Linked DNA regions of Macaca mulatta: region 1 is linked to region 2. Evidence: chromatin contacts called from public Hi-C data. All regions are on one chromosome and are shown on one strand. The core of a region is the stretch at or near the end of the contact, and the rest is flanking DNA. Distances in the headings are between cores, read along the strand shown. Region 1 holds the start of DYNLT2 (dynein light chain Tctex-type 2). Region 2 holds the start of TBP (TATA-box binding protein).

Region 1 (5,013 bases), core at 2,177-4,676, 780 kb after region 2:
GCTGCAAGGAATAACCTTGCACAATCACACTTTCATATCTGTATCTGTCTTAAAGATTACTGAAAATGGACTGCTAGGCCAGAGTATGTTCATTTGTAATTTTTATAACTATTATTAAATTTCCGCATCTATATCTCTGCTCCAAAGTGTGCAAGAATGCCTAGAAGACATTTAAAATAACTGTATAATCTATTACTGGTCATTTTCTACCTTTAATTTATATGACTCCTATGGAGAATCATCTCAAGGCCCTGAGATCTACATCATCAACAGTCCACCAGCCCCTCTCTGCCTCCTGACACCTCCTCTGTAGAGGAGGTTTTCTTAGCCCAGCTTTCCATTAATTTCTCCATGCTTCTCTGTACTCATCCCTTCTCTTTTCACATTAATTTCTGTTCTCCTTTGGAGTGAGGCCTGTATTATAACATTATCTAACAAAAGGAACCAGTGGTCAGAAAGGGGAATTTTACAGGTCAAGACATTTTCAATGGAACAGTTATGAAAGTTTGGAGTACAAAGACAGCACAAACCTGACTCCGTGTAGCTCACACAGTCTGTGATTGTTTTCCAGCATACTTCACCATTCTGAGTAACAATGCTATTGATATCACAATTTTCTCTGAGTTGAAACCCAAGATTACAAATTATATCATACACCGAGGGAGAAAGACATGTGGTAATAGGGTCCCCTATTAATACCTAAAAAAAATAAAATAAAAGGCACTGCTTAACTGAAAGAAAAACAGAGTATTATATATTTAAGTCACAAGAAAATTCTCTAAGAACTGAGTGCACTCAGGTATAGTTGCTGTTAACATGCTTTCTGGATATCATGAAAGTTGTATGATTAAAACATTGTGATTAAATATTAAAGATAATTTGGCCAGGCGCAGTGGCTCAAGCCTGTAATCCCAGCACTTTGGAAGGTCGAGGCGGGTGGATCACGAGGTCAGGAGATCTAGACCATCCTGGTTAACACCGTGAAACCGTGTCTCTACTAAAAATACAAAAAAATTAGCCAGGCGAGGTGGCGAGCACCTGTAGTCCCGGCTGCTTGGAAGGTTGACGCAGGAGAATGGCATGAACCCGGGGGGCGGAGCTTGCAGTGAGCCAAGATCGCGCCACTGCACTCCAGCCTGGGCGACAGAGCCAGACTCCGTCTCAAATAAATAAATAAATAAATAAAATTTACACAAATGTTCTCAAATATGATAAAGGTTTAAAGACTTAAAATGATCAATCATAATATTTGCAAACTGCTCTGCCTATGGGGTAGCCATTCTTTACTCCTTTACTTTCTTAATAAACTTGCTTTCACTAAAAAAAAAAAGAAAAAAAGACATGAGTTCATGGAAGCTGAATGTATTTTACCAACAGAGCATTATTCCTCTCAGCATTCCTTCACTATCCTAGAGTTATCAAAATAAGCAGTTTTTTAAAATGGGGAATGGGAGAGCAGAAACCAAGTATAATGAACAAGAAGGAAAAAGAACCCCGCGTACCTCTGACTCCCTAAACGGTGTTGGAGAAAACCACAATGTCATCCCAAAACATGCCTCTTTGATATAAAAACAACAACAAATTGGAGCTGAAGACAAGAGGCAGCAAATGAAGGAAAAGCTCTCTCTCCTCCCCCTCTTCCACCCAAACACAGGATATATATTCTTTACTGGGGATAACTTTAGACTCTTACCAGACCAGAGAAGGTACCAGAGGAATGTGCAAACAATTTTTACTCCATCAGTTTTCAAATATGTATCGACTTTCCCAGTTTCTTGCCCTTTGAAGCCTGAAACTGCTCTCCTGTGTCATTTCTCTGCAAATCTATAGTTCTTTGTTGAAGATGGTATACAAATGTAGTTCTAAGCCACCATTTCAAGTTACTTTTCATTGACGTTTATCCCTTGTGATGTGTACTCTGTACATTAATAAACCTTTTTCTTATTAACCTTTCATTTGTTAAAGGGGTCACTCTGAACTAACATGGGCAGAGGTAAAGTTTAGCCTTCCCTGCCATGTAAAAAGTAGCAAACCGTACTGGTTTTCCATGGAGAATCAAATAAAATCAAAATCCTTACGACTATCCCACATGACACTAAGACCATCTATAATCCTGCAAAGAAGTCAAATTCAGGATCCAAAGCTGAACCGAGGCTCTTTATTTTGGTGTGTCGAGTTAAGGAGTGGCTGTGTTGTGACAGTCACAATTAACTCTGGGCAGCTTTGTAAAGTGGAAACTGATCAGTCTGAGTTCCCTGGTCCTGCTCAGTATCAGTTGCCCTGTTTGCTCCTCCTGTCCCCAGAAGTTGCACTTTCCACTCTCAGCCCTACTTTTTGAACAATCCCAGTAGGCGCTAACAATTAAGTCATCACTAAAGAAATCGGCATGAACTATTTTTGAATGGCGATTGTCACTCGCATCCTCCATTGGGCTCTATGGGGCTGGAACTCTGCAGACTACACTAGGCCGGTGCTTTGGGGCTGGACTTAAATTTGAATCATTCCTCAGTCTCTGACTACCTCTTGCCTTGGAAAACTTACTTTATCCGAATCTCAGTTCTAAGTGAAATAAAACGGTGCCAGGCTGCACCTTGTAGGGCTGCAGTCATCAGATTATACATGAAAAGCATCTAGCACATAGTACTCAAAAATGGTAGTTATCGTTATCATTATTTTGGGAATGGGGTCTCGCTGTCGCCCAGACAGGGGTGCAGTGGCGCGGTATCGGCTCACCGCAGCCTCCACCTCCTCGGCTAAAGCGATCCTTCCACCTCAGCCTACGGAGTAGCTGGGACCACAGGCGCCACCACGCCCGGCTCCGCTGTCGTTACTGCTGATGATAGGTGTTTGATATTTAATTGCCTCAGGGAGGAAAAATAAATAAATGTTTATTACGAGGCAACCAGATCTCCTGACACGAGGTCGGTGAGGCCGTCGTGATGAGTTTCATAGTGACTCAAACGGTCTAAAAGCGATGAAAACAAATTTACTGTCCGAGTGTGGACCCTACAGGCAACGACTACGAAACTGCGCTTCTAGGAACGAGGCCACGGTCAGGTGAGAGTCCGACCTGCGGCTTTCCGCCCCCGCGCCACCGCGCACAGCCCTCCCTGACAGTCCGCCGCGTTCCAGTTGAGGGTCAAGAGGCGACGGAGAAACCGAGCCCGGCCCCGGGACGCCGGCAGGGCCCGCCAGGCGTCTTGCAAGGCCGAGCGTCCGATACCGCCACAGAGGCCAGGGCCGCGACGGCGCCAGCGCCCTCCAGCGCCGGACCGCCGGTCACCGCAGGCGCGTGCTCGCCCACCCACTCCGCGTAGCCGAACACCACCCAGCCTGGCGCTGACTCCCTGCCTAGCTCGGGATCGAACCGGCCCCTGCGCCCGCCCTACCTCCATAACTTCCGGTGCCCCGCTGCGGCGCGCATGAATGACGCAGGCACCTGCGTGCCCCGCCTCCAGGCGCCTTGGAGCCCTAGCGGGCACTTCCGACCGTTCCAGGCGCAGGCGGGAGACTTCCGCCCTCGCGGGAGCTGCTGAGGCGTTTGACGGTCGGCGGAGGAGAGGTAGTGGGAGTCTTGGGGAGCAGAGCGAGATGGAGAAGCGAGGCCGAGGCGTGAAGTCGAGCCTCATCCAGACCCCGAACCAGAGCTCTCAGCAGGCGCCGGTGACGCCTAGGAAAGAGAGGAGGCCTAGCATGTTCGAGAAGGAGGCAGTGAGTGCGGAGACTGCTAGGGACCCGAGACGGCTTTGTCCGACCCTTTAATTGAAATCGCTCCTCAGTGGGCCCCGCTCCCGTCACCACCCCCAGAGCCAAGAAGGCAGCATTTCCCTTTTGTGTTTCTTTTTTCCCAGGTGCAAAATTGAAGCCTGAGACTGAGTTGGGCAGTCCCCTTTGGACTTGAGTGCTAAAGTTTTCTCGCTTTTTAATTAGGGCCGTAGAACCCTACTAAGTCGATTGGAAGGGTGGTTACAAGATCTTCTTTTCAGATTTACTCAGCTTGCGGATTTCCTGAGAGTACTCTGAGTATTAATTATTGCTTCGTACTAAAACACAGTATGTTAGTGTATTTAGTGCCATTATAAGCAGTTTGGCTAGCGAAAAATGAGTGTATGCTGTATTAAAAATATTTTGATAAACCAAGCAGAATAGTGCCGTGTTTTGGGTTTTTAAAACATCAGCAGTCTGGATCTTTGAAGAATGTACAGGAGAAAAAAACTTAAGTTGAAAATATTCTGTCCAAAACTTACTGTCTGATATTGATGGAAAGGGTCGTTATTCAGTTGTATTGGTGGTATAACACAGGTCTTTCTATATGATTAGGCTTTGAAAACCGTTAATGTATTAAAGACTATCTTTTATTGATACTAGTTTGCCCAAGGATACAAAGCTGTAATGATAGAGCTGGGACCAGAACCTGTGTGCTGGTACTCGGTCCACTTGGCCTGTATTGGTTTCTCTTCATACTTACTTCATGGACCTATAATAGGATGAAGTCAGAGATGACAGGCAAAACAGTTTTTTGAAGACCCTAAAACATTTTAAGATTACTCTCAAAAAGAGAATTCTCAAAATAAGTAATGGCGAAATTTCAGGTTCTAATAATGTTTCCTTGGTAACTACATTTTACAGAGGAGAGAACGAACTAAAGGAGGAAAAGTAAACAGGCCAAGTTTACACAGCTAAGAAAAAGAGCAGAGCAAGGCTAGAAACCTAAATCGATTGGACTTAAAACTTCACACTCCCAAACACTATGCTGTTCGCTTGGCAATGAGTCTGAATAACAGATAGGTCACCAACAGTAAAGAAAAATTTCTATATATTGAGGCAGACAAGGGTGGCTTTTATAAACTTACTGCCTATTTGAGGTCTGAAGTGGTCTTTAAAATTCAATGAGCCTGAACTCCATGAGGGGACACATAAGTGCACCTGGTATATAGGTTAAAATCTGGGAGTGAGGGGACTTGGACCAAAGTAATTATTGCTTATTTGATATGGATGTCATCAATTATAGCT
Region 2 (5,300 bases), core at 2,305-4,804:
TTGAAAAGCAGATTCAGTAGTTACCTGGGGCCAACAGAGTGACTATAAAGGGGAAGAAGGGACTTTTTAAGATAATTGAAATGTTCTGTAACTTATACATGTATATATAATTATCAAAACAGACACTTAAAATGTGTTTTTTGTATGTAAATTATATTTCAACAGAAGTTATTGGTTTTTTGTTTTTGTTTTTGTTTTTTTTTGAGACAGAGCCTAGTCTTGCTCTGTCCACCAGGCTGGAGTGCACTGGCATGATCTCTGCTCACTGCAACCTCCACCTCCCGGGTTCAAGCAATTCTCCCTGCCTCAGCCTCCCAAGTAGTTGGGATTACAGGGACCCACCACCATGCCTGGTTAATTTTTGTATATTTAGTACAGATGGTTTCTCCATGTTGGCCAGGCTGGTCTCAAACTCCTGACCTCAACTGATCCACCCACCTCCGCCTCCCAAATCCCTTTGGGATTATAGGCGTGAGCCACCGCACCCAGCCTGAAACATTTTTATCGTAGATGGGTGGTTGAGAGCTTGAAATGTAAAAGGGGAAAAATAAAACTAGAAAATAATCTGGTGAGGGTGATTTTCAAAATCAAAGACCCTATATAATCACTTGGAACATTCTCCTAAGTGTTTATCAAAAGATTACGTGTTTTATAGATATATAACTTCCAAACAGACTCCCCAAATAAACACTATTGTGCCCATTCAAAACCTAATAGAACATCTCAACAAAATCAGGCTTAAAAAATATATTAAATCATTTTCAAAAACAGATCATTAAATGCCCTTCCTTGCCTTTTGATACCATCTCTTGCCGTTCAGATTTCCGCCCTCCCTATTCTCTCCCTCCTGCTGTATTACCTGAGGGGAGGCCAAGCCCTGAGCGTAAGGTGGCAGGCTGTTGTTCTGATCCATGATGTTCACTTTCTTCTTGGCAAACCAGAAACCCTTGGGCTGGAACTCGTCTCACCATTCAGTTTTTTCCTAGAGCATCTCAGGCACACTCTTCTCAGCAACTTCCTCAATTCCTTGGGTTATCTTCAGACACCAAGAAACAGTGATGCTGCTTTGGAAAAAAGTCTGAAGTTTAATTTAAGGATCCAGGTAACCTATACAGTCCTATAAGCCAGTTCCATGGCTATACAAAACACAAACATGAAAACCAATGAAGCTATTCTGGAGTACATTTGTTTTTACCTTATAATCCCAAAGTCTTATTCCTTCCAGGTTTCCGGTGATTGCATGTAAAATCGCCAACAAAACAAAAATCATTTTGTTACACGTTTAAATACTCAGATAATGCTCAAAATTAAGCTGTCATAACCAGCATTAAAAACTTTTGAGGAAAAACACCTACAGAAAACTAATTCCAAAAGAAACTGTAATATCAGAGTAGGATATTTATTAAGCACTGTATACACAGCACTGTTAGGCAAAGTTCAGATCTTTAAATATCCCAATTTTACATCCTCTACAATGTCTTGGGCAAAAAATTAAGTAACTATTAAATTCAATCCAATATACTTCAGAGTGATCATTTATCAAGCTCCTACTGTAATGAAACTATAAAAAAAAAGCTGCACAAAGATAAAGCTCTGAATTTTTATAAACGTAATAACCTTACCTCTTTAGAACACAATAGTGCAAACTGTGCGTTTTATCTGACTATTCTTAAATCGTCATCACTTTACTCACTATACATCTGAAATGAGTTTATAATAACATATTCTCACATGGAACTTAGAGGTCTCAAAGTTACAAATTATATGTCCAAAGACCCTTCAGGCATATGCACTTCAAGCATGTGCTGGTACAAAGTAGACACTCACATATTTGCTGAATATATGAAAGACTCTGACGATCACTTTGAAAGGGCAAAGGCCCCCAAAAACTATCTATGCTATATACTCATCACTGAAAAACAGACCAAAAAAGAAAGCAAGCTGTGCTTCTGGAAATAAATGTATCAAAGACATTTTTTAAATTATGCTTTTTTTTTTTTTTTGACAGTTATCCTATAATAACAAAAGTGCTGCAGATGAGGATATAAAGATAGGAAGATGTAGTCCCTGGCATCAAAGTGTTCAATATGAAGGGTATGCAAATAATTACTGTAAAACATAGTATTATAGTAGCAGGTATGGCCTAAGCTAAGTCTTGAAAGTCTACATGTCTTTGTGATCTCTGCATCTAGCACTATGCCTGGAATGCAGTATGTGATCATGAATGAGCCCATATACACCCCTGGAAGAGAAGACAATAAAGACTAACAGCCAATTACTATGAAGAGAGGGCAGTGTTTTCACAAAGCAGGGACCATCTAACTTGGGTCTCACAAGGTGAGTAGGAATTTACAAAACAGGGCTTCAGACAAAAGAGAAATCAAGCAGAAAGAGATAACAGATTGAAAAAAGATGCAGAATGCAGGCGACAAGCTTAGTATGACTGTATAGAAGGTCACTGCAGATGAAATAGCACATATTGGTGGGCTCATACTATCAGGAGTTTTAAATGTTACTGCATAGGCAATAATAACAGTTATGGAATTTTGGAAGTGCAGTATGAATAGATCTAATTTGGCAAGACTAGACGAATTTGAGAGGAGTAAAACTAGAGGCTGGAAGTTCCGCTTCAGGGATCTAAGGGTGAGGCAAGAGATAATGACGGCAGGATTTAAACCCATTGTAAGTAGGACTAGAGATTTATTTATCCAGGACCTGCGGTGGCTTCAGGCCACTTTTTGCAAGTAAGTCTACAGAAGAAACCGTACGGTGATTACTGCACTAATTTATCTCAGAAAAGAGTTGTTTGCTGGGTATCTTCAGCTCTTGGAAATTGAAACATCAAATCCGGTATTTTTTGGAGGCAATCAAATTAATTCTGCATAGCCTTCTAGTGTCTGTATAACTAAATGAAGCACAGTCTTTTCACAGAAAAGCCTACCTAGAGATTTGGAAAACCATGATGGCCTGACCGAGAGATGGGAGGCCCCGTAAATAAATGGTGTGTATTATATCTTAAGCGCTACCGTGCCCGCTGTCTCAGGATTCTGACAAAATACTTAAGTCTCAATGTTGGTAGCAAAACAGGCGGGCACAGACCAGGGTGAATCTGCCTTCTAACATGGAGAAGAAGCGGTGGCAGGACAGGGCAGGGTAAACTTCAGGTCTTCGATGCAAGGGACTGTCCTGTCCCGCCCGCCGCCGCCCCGTCAGTAGTACCCTGCGCCCCACAATCGTACGATGGGAAGCCGCTGGCGACACACAGCAGAGTAGGGCACCAGGCGGGAGCGGCGGCCGAGCGGCCGTTACAGGCCGGAACGGCGGCAGCACGAGAGGGAGGAACGTCCCCCGCGGGGCCTGCACGCGCGCCAATTCCTCTTCTCTTCCCCACCATTGTCCCCAGGCCTCAATGCAGTGGTCGCCTCCGCCCGAACCCTCAGAAAAGAGTACAAGCTGTTACCTGGGTCACTGCAAAGATGACCATGGGCCAGAGGAAACGAAGTTTCACAGCCGGCGGCCCAGGCGCCCGCCACAGCGAACCTGCCTGACCTCACTGAACTCCTGGCGCGCGTTGATAATGTCACTTCCGCCAGCTCTGCCCTCGGCTTCAGCGAGTTGCTCCCACTAGGGCCGAGGCCCTGGGAAGTGTGGGCATAGGTCACTTCCTGTGTTTCCATAGGCGCGGAGCTTAAGGTAAGGAGGGGCGAAGCTCTTGAGGAGTTCCGGGGCGGGGCCGCCGTGCCACAGCCGTCTCTAATTGGCCCTTGCTGGACATAGGACAGATCGATTTTTAAATGGTTATATGTGTGTGTGTTTTGTTGTTGTGGTGGTGGTTTAAAGCAACTAGCGGTGTTACCTTTGGCAAGTTACCTGACCTCTCCCCCGCAGTTTCTTCTGTAAAATTGAATAGTGATAATAGTGCTTACCGTTGGGCTGTCGGGAGATTGACAGAGACTGACAGTACTTGGCACTCAGTAAGCGCGTGCTCCTTACCTGTGCAAGAACGCTAGCTGATCTTCAAGGGTGTAGAATGACAAGGAACACTAAGCAAAACAAACGGCTTGTGTTTACACACGCATTTATATTCAGTTCTGCCACTCCCGTTTCATGCACTGTGGTCACAAGGCTCTATCCGCAGTTGTTTCTTAGTGGGACTAGAACTTAGTGGGAACTGATTTTCCCTTCTGTAGTTCATTGTGGCGTAGTCACATGTTATACTGCTCGTTTTCTTTGTACTCTTTATTATCAGTGAGGTTGTGAGCTCTTTAAGGATAGGAAATGTTATATACATTTTTTATTAGCCAGGACAATTAACGCGCTCACCGTTATTCGAGTTGGCGTTGCGCCATAGTTCTGCCAATGTTTTTGTATGGTCAGACTTAAATTTTCGTCCATTGGGGTGAATTCCAATGTTTTCTTCGACGGGGGGCGGGAAACCTTTACTTTTCTGTCAGCTTTTTTGGAATGGGCGGGACCCAACTACCAAAGGGACAGGCCGCCCTGCAGCCCTCCAGGAGCAACGACTAGCGCAAGATAGAGAGGCCGGGAGCGAACTTCAGGAGAAGCCGGAAGTGGCGTAACGTCCGGTCAAGGCAGCCATCTCGCCGTGAGACAGCAGGTGTCGGAGCTGGAGCTGCAGGCGCAGCCGTGCGATGTTGTCCTCCGTAGCCATGTATTCGGCTCCTGGCAGAGACTTGGGGATGGAGCCGCACGGAGCCGCGGGCCCTTTGCAGCTGCGATTTTCACCCTACGCTTTCAACGGAGGGTAAAAACCCCAGAGAGCTCCGCTTTCACTTTCGCCCTTCCCCCATTTGCTGAAGCCTGTTTAGGAGTCACCGCCGTCAAGGCGCTGCCCCGGTCCCCTGCAGGCCTCAGAACCCTGAGCTGAGTGGGTCCGCACAAGGCCGGTCTCCCTGCCGTCCTCTCATGCCCTGTGTTTCCTTCTTCAGGCTCGCTTTGGTCAAGTTTACTTGGTGATTGCGATACAGCCTTGGTTTTTAGGGTTTCCCATTACAGCCCTGTCATTTGGGTTTTTATGTGGACCGGAACTCCATGCTCCTTGCTGCTGTACGACGGTAAAGTAGAAATTGAAACATAGCCTCTGCTCTGTGGAAGACCAAACTGGACCTCATGTACACGTTCCTTATGCCAGCAGGCGAGGGTAGAGGTTTAGCGTCTGAAACTTAAAAGTTAGGATTGTTTGGTCTGTGTTGTTAGATGCGTAGCTGGGTTGGTAGCGGAAACGTCTTAATTGTAGCCGCCTGATTTCTGTTATTTCTAATTGTAGCAGTTTGATCATT

The links. Hi-C and Micro-C count contacts between places; a contact is called where the count stands out from the background.
Region 1: a contact with region 2 is called in a Hi-C map of fetal cortex germinal zone, with 4 times the contacts expected there. The contact joins the promoter of DYNLT2 here to the promoter of TBP in region 2. A contact is called at or near these places in 5 of 14 Hi-C or Micro-C datasets (CD4 T cells, blood, fetal cortex germinal zone and 2 more).

What each region holds. Positions count from the first base shown.
Region 1 is chr4:2,275,490-2,280,502 of T2T-MMU8v2.0, forward strand. It overlaps DYNLT2 (dynein light chain Tctex-type 2), which reads left to right and starts at 3,427. Exons shown (of 4, transcript XM_028846951.2): 1 at 3,427-3,711. The coding sequence starts at 3,427. ERMARD (ER membrane associated RNA degradation) reads right to left here and starts at 3,431. Exons shown (of 17, transcript XM_078001095.1): 1 at 1,694-3,431; 2 at 531-699.
Region 2 is chr4:1,493,958-1,499,257 of T2T-MMU8v2.0, forward strand. TBP (TATA-box binding protein) reads right to left here and starts at 3,555. Exons shown (of 9, transcript XM_028846940.2): 1 at 3,461-3,555; 2 at 1,196-1,218; 3 at 860-1,061. The coding sequence starts at 913. It overlaps PSMB1 (proteasome 20S subunit beta 1), which reads left to right and starts at 4,577. Exons shown (of 6, transcript NM_001260636.1): 1 at 4,577-4,765. The coding sequence starts at 4,653.